Linked DNA regions of Rattus norvegicus: region 2 is linked to region 1. A link is a contact called in public Hi-C data. All regions are on one chromosome and are shown on one strand. The core of a region is the stretch at or near the end of the contact, and the rest is flanking DNA. Distances in the headings are between cores, read along the strand shown.

The links. Hi-C and Micro-C count contacts between places; a contact is called where the count stands out from the background.
Region 2: a Hi-C map of kidney shows a contact between it and region 1, with 2.4 times the contacts expected there. The contact joins two enhancer-like sites. A contact is called at or near these places in 4 of 12 Hi-C or Micro-C datasets (the Rat2 cell line, Schwann cells, hepatocytes and 1 more).

The regions. Positions count from the first base shown.
Region 1 is chr9:95,981,841-95,984,708 of GRCr8, forward strand. The region is part of intron 1 of Dgkd (diacylglycerol kinase, delta); the gene reads left to right. Among named protein-coding and RNA genes, the nearest start is that of Dgkd, 19 kb to the left of the region's middle. Within about 2 kb of position 1,516, at least 28 of the 93 cell types and tissues checked have an H3K27ac peak or open chromatin away from gene starts, as enhancers often do. A contact at or near this core is called in kidney, where this site is marked.
Region 2 is chr9:96,033,484-96,036,351 of GRCr8, forward strand. It overlaps Dgkd (diacylglycerol kinase, delta), which reads left to right. Exons shown (of 30, transcript NM_001427452.1): 10 at 1-35; 11 at 2,538-2,677. Among named protein-coding and RNA genes, the nearest start is that of Dgkd, 70 kb to the left of the region's middle. Within about 2 kb of position 1,403, at least 1 of the 93 cell types and tissues checked has an H3K27ac peak or open chromatin away from gene starts, as enhancers often do. A contact at or near this core is called in kidney, where this site is marked.

The DNA.
Region 1 (2,868 bases), core at 266-2,765:
TCAAAGCCCATCCCCATAGTGACACACTTCCTCCAACAAGGCCACTCCTCCTAATAGTGCCACCCCCTGAGGCCAAGCATATTCAAACCACCAACTAGGATTCCCTTCACAGTTTGATCAGTGACCCGGTGAGCTTCCTACAGATTCTGCAAGGGCTTGAAAAGGGACTGATTTAGACATTTCTGTCTGGGGAATATCTTGGAATTTGGAAGTGCTGTGGTCTTCCAAACATAGTTTCAAAAGGAATAAGTCACTCCCAATAAGGAGTACATCAGGCCCTGAGCAGGGCAAAGGGGAGGAGGTTGACCCATCCCCCCACCCCCTAGTTTTTAGGATCAATTTGGTCAGAGTCTCCTTAAGAGTTCTGTTCATCCTTTCTACCTGATCTGAGCTCACACATAGTGCAATTTCCAATTAATATTTAATACCTTTTTCAGATTTTGAGACAATTTGGCCATGAAGGCTGGGGCAGTCCAGACTTTGGAATTTTTTTCTAAAGAAATTTCTTAATAACTGTTGATGTTCTGATAGGGTAAGCCTTCATCCATCCTGAGAAGCTCTCTACAAACACTATCAGATATTTTTAGTGCAAAATAGTAGGCCTGATTTCAGTAAAGTCCAATGCCCAATTTTTATAGGCCCATTTCCTTGAGCCCAGATCCCTTGTGGGGTATTCCTTTCCACTTTCCAGTTTATCTGAGCCACAGGTAGCACATCTAAAAAGTGGTGTTTTAATCAGACTTTCCAAATTTAGAACATAATACTTGGGTCTGAGTTCAGTTTTCACAGCACGTAGGTAGGTGGTTTGGTGGGTACCCATAACTAGTTGCCTTCCCAGATTCATGAGAAAAATGGGTCTGTTGTCTAGCAGAATCCACCATCCATGTTACCCTGTGTGGTCAGTTCTTGTTTTGGTCAGACAATTTCACCTGGGGTACATTCCAGGTGCCTTGGCAGGGCTACTGTGACTTGGAGAGGCCCCACTGATTCTAGAGCTACTTCTTGGGTGGCCAAGTCAGCTACTCTTTTCCTCAGGCTTCTGGGGAATCCCCATTTTAGTCTTTTGCAGTGAACAACAGCCACCCTCTTGGGTAAGTAGATAGCTTCCAATAGAGCTAAGATTTCTATTCTTGACTTCTTTTTCTGCGGAGGTTCACAGGCCCCCTTTTCTTATACAGTGCCCCATGGACATAGGCCATATACTCTATTATTGTCTATGGCAGTAGCATAAGAGTTACAGCTCTGAGGGGAAGGCTTTCTAATGTCTGCTTTGACAGGAGGTTTTCCCAATGCAAGTGTTACAGCTCTGATGGGAAAGGTATCCTGCAATCAGGAGCCAAAGAATACCACAAAACCATACCTTACAACAGATCTCACACAAGAGATTTATTGGGAGGGGAAAACCCACGAGGGCGGCTGCCTCTGCTAGTGAGAAGCAGCAGAGAACTGGGCAGAATGCAGGATTTATGTAGGGGTTCTGGAGAAGGTGGCCTGGGATTGGATGGATTATGTGGCCTGATCTTGTGGCAGCACTGGCTGGCTACTCTTGACTCTCCAAGGGTCAGGAGGCTGTCAGAGTAGTCTAGGGGTGGAGCCTGGCAGCTCTAGGTCTCCAAGGGTCAGGAGGCTGTCAGAGTAGCCTAGGGGTGGAGCCTGGCAGCTCTAGGTCTCCAGGTGGGGCTTGCAAAGGAAATCTCTGCCCAGGCAGGGAACAGCCAACGGATAGCCTGGTCTTCCCTCCAGCGGAGGGAGTGCCGAGTCACTGAGCTGAGGGTTTTCCTGCTTAAGAGTTTTATCTGATCCTGTCTTGGACAAAACTGCTCCCATCTGTAAACAATACCGGGCCATCAGTTAGAGCAGGTCTAACAGACTGAATCATGCCCCTCACTCCAAGATAGTCATTTGGGGGATCTGCAGGGTCATTATTTAGCAGGTGACTGGCAGGGTTGAGGGCTGATGTCTTGTGGAACCAAATGTGGAGTTGATTGAGAAGCAGGGCTTGGTATTGGGTACTGAGTGTTAGACATCCATTTCTCCGGTCCTCAACAAAGTGTGGGGCTGTCAGGAACAGTTAGTGCCATAAAGTTAATTTGCCAGTTTTTTTTTTTTTAAACCAGTATACTCAGCCATCTTCCTGTTACCAGGTCAAGACTCTTGGACAGATATGTCACAGGTCTTTTCCAGGGACCCAGGATTTGTATGAGGATTACTTAGACAATGCCTCTGACCTCATCCATGTACAAGGTGAATGGCTTAGCAATGCTTGGGAGGGCCAGGGCCAGGACAGACACTGGGGGATTTTTCAAAATTTCAGAGGCTCTCTGCCCAGTGTCAGTTCATTGCAAAATCTTTGTACCTTGATGCTGCCATAGAGGGGTTTGGCTGTTTCAGGAAATTCTATTATCCATAGCTGGCAGTAACCAACGGCCCCAGAAAGTCTCATACTTTTTTTTTTTTTTGAAGCAGGGATTTGCAAGGTGACTGAAAATATGGTCATGGGAAGTTATCCACTTACCTTCCCCTAGGTTGCAGCTTAGGTATGTGAACTGAGGGATACACCACTGAGTCTTCTTGGCTCACATTCTGTCCCCAAGGGCTTGGAAGGGTTCTAAAAGGCCTTCTATCTACATTCCTCCTTAGTAGTTGAAGCTATGAGGAAGTCTTCTACATATCTTTCTCTGGGGTGTCTGGGACCAACTGTAAGTGTTTTTGTTAGGATGGAAAGGTATCCTGGGACTTGGAAGCCCAGGGAAGGAAAGGCCTACTACCACTTTGACAGCTTTTGAGGCTATGCTGGGGATACTCTCCCCTAGGAGCTGCAATACCTCTGCTGAGGAGGCTTCCTTTCAGAGCAGTGTGGTTCCTGAG
Region 2 (2,868 bases), core at 153-2,652, 52 kb after region 1:
TCTCTGAAATTGACAGCCTCAACCTTCACAAACAGGTACTACACATAGGTGTTGAGAGGACACCCACTGTAATGGACAAATGGGAAAATCACATAGGTCAAGTGAGCTGTAAACACAACTTGGCATCAGGCTCTGTGTGTGGGGGGGGAATGAGGATGGGAGCTGTAGTCCCCTAAGCTCCAGCTCTTTCCTGGGAGGTGATGTGCCTAATTGCTGGATGCCTCTGTCTAGAGAGGAAAGGAAGAAAGAATCTTCAACCTCCAAAGTTTGAGTTATGGTTCAACTTAATTGCCTAGTTTTTAACACTAAAATAAAATACATTATCCTGATTTCTTACTGTGTTCATTGAATTTTTACTCCCAGTCCCCCTTTTTGGCAATTAGCCATTGTGTATATTGTCATAACCATCGCTCAGATTGTGTCAATCCACACCATCCATCTGGTACTCACCCGCTAGTGGGTTACTAAACTGCAGAAATAGTGGTGTGTGTGTATTTCCACGTGTGTTCCTTGAACAGCTCAGTGTGGCAGGTCTCCACGGGATGTAGTGGATGGACCTGAACTAGCACTTCTCCCCAGTTAGTGCAGGAGCTGGAGGGCTGGGACAACCTTGTTGATATCCTGTTCATGTTCTAGAATCTTCTCTTTTGAGGAGCCCCTTATTTAAATTTTTAGTGCCAAATTGCATTTGTCAGGGATGCTCCAGTTCCCATTCCATGGACGGTGACTCGGAACCGCCCCTTGCCTTGAGGCTCATTCTTTCTGATTCACCCAAGTCTGTAAACAAAGTCTTAATCATATAAATATAATGATAATGTTAATCACAGCTTTATTGGAACGCTGCTTTAAACGAATCCCCTGTTCATGGTTTTTTGCCTTGTTTCCTGTTGAGGTAATCAAATTGGCAAAATAAAAAGCAGCTGTCTCTCTGTCACTGAAAGATCAGTTTTTCCTGCCAGGCAGTGGTGTCACATGCCCAGTACTTGGGAGACAGAGAGGCAGGTAGATTTCTGAATTCGAGGCCCGCCTGGTCTGCAGAGTTCTAGGATAGCCAGAGCTGCACAGGAATCCTGTCTTGAAACGACAATACTACAAAACAAAACCCAAAACAAACAAACCAGATTTCCTTAGTTTTCTGGCTTGTCATTTTTCTCTTCTTCATAATTTTTATCGTTCTTTAGTTTTCAGTGATTTTGTGTTCTTTGTGTAGTCTCACTCACCAATACTATTTTGTGTTTGTCTGGAGAAGAGATGGTGTGGGACTTCCTGATAGCCACACCATAGCTCTAGAAAAAGAAGCAGCACCCCCCAGTGGTGGGACTGTAGTATACAGTTTTGTTGACTGACTTTTGATCTTAATGTTTGGCTCTCTAGGAAGACTATGAACGTGGTTCTTGTACTCAGTCACGCTCTGTGAACACTTGTCTCCTGTGGCTTCTTTGTACTCCTTAGAGCTCTGTCCGCTCTCTCCTGCACCCTGTGTTCCCCAGCCCTGCATGTGGTGGTGTTTCTCCTCTTGGCTTCTAGTACATGCTAAGTGGTCAAACCTCAAGTGTCCCACCACCCTCATCCTTTACACTTTTCCTATGGGGAAAGCTTTGTGATGCATTGGAGTTTGATACCATGTCAGTTTGGGGGACATTCCGGGGTTTTTGGGTATTGTAGGTTTCCAACCTTGCCTGTCACTCGGCTCCTACTTTGCCTGAATGTCTTCATGCATCCAGGGCCTAAGGAGAAGCCCCACAACCATTCCTGATTCCTTGGTCTTCCTCTTCCTCATTTCAAGCTAGTTGCTAGCTTGCCCAAATGACCCCAATCCTGTTGTATCTTCCCTAGTCTGGGCCATTCATAGGCTGCTGAGAGTGACACTCCCTAGGACAGTTACAAGCCTTGGTCCCTCCCTGCTTACAGCAGACTTTACTAGAGCCCATATTTGCTCCTCCTTCTCTGTTCTGCCTTCTTCCCTTTACTTCTGCCCTCTGTTAAGTCTAGGAGGAGAGAGCAGGGCTGGGGTCAGTTTGGGGAACCACCACCTCATAGGCAAATGGGTGCAGTCTAGGTCTTGTATGTTCAGACAGCCTCAGCATGGTGTCTGATAGGACCTAGAAATCATCAGGGGACTTTTAGTGATGTGGAATGGTACTAGTGACAGCTTTTGGAAAGTGGATTTGGCATCAGTGAATGAGGTGCATAGTAGGGTAGAGAGATGTTTGGGGAGTTAGAGGTCGACTCTTCAGGTGTGAGTATCTCAGTGTCTTTGGGAAGGGAGTGGTTGTAGAAACCAGGGGTTTTCAAGGGTTGATTGCCAAGACATGTGAATAAGTGAGGAAGGGCTAGGGCTCCTGGTATCTGCTGTTGATCCCAAAGCCCATCTGTCCCCTCTGGTGGGCTCTGCTGAGAACGTACAGGCCACAAAGTTCAGATCAGAGTTCCTGCGCTTCTTGTGGCTATTGATTGTGTCAACAGGGTGGTACTGCATGGGAATGGTTCTTACTCTTGGTGTCTAAGGGAATGTTTTCCTCACTGTTTTCCACCAGTGTCAGCTAGGTGTGCTGCCCCTGGGGACAGGGAATGACCTGGCCCGCGTTCTCGGCTGGGGCTCTGCCTGTGATGACGATACACAGCTCCCTCAGATCTTGGCAAAGCTGGAGAGGGCCAGCACTAAGATGCTGGACAGGTGAGTGGGGCAGCCTGGATGTGTGAATGGCAGCTGGACCAAGAAGCATTGGTCACTGTGGCCAAGCTTTCTTCCTCGAAGATCAGTGAGGACTAAATCTGCCCCGGTCTCAAAGACCCAGAAAACTTAAAAAGTCAGAATAGTACTAAGATCAAGGCACCAGACCACAACGTTGGAGCGATGAGGGGCTG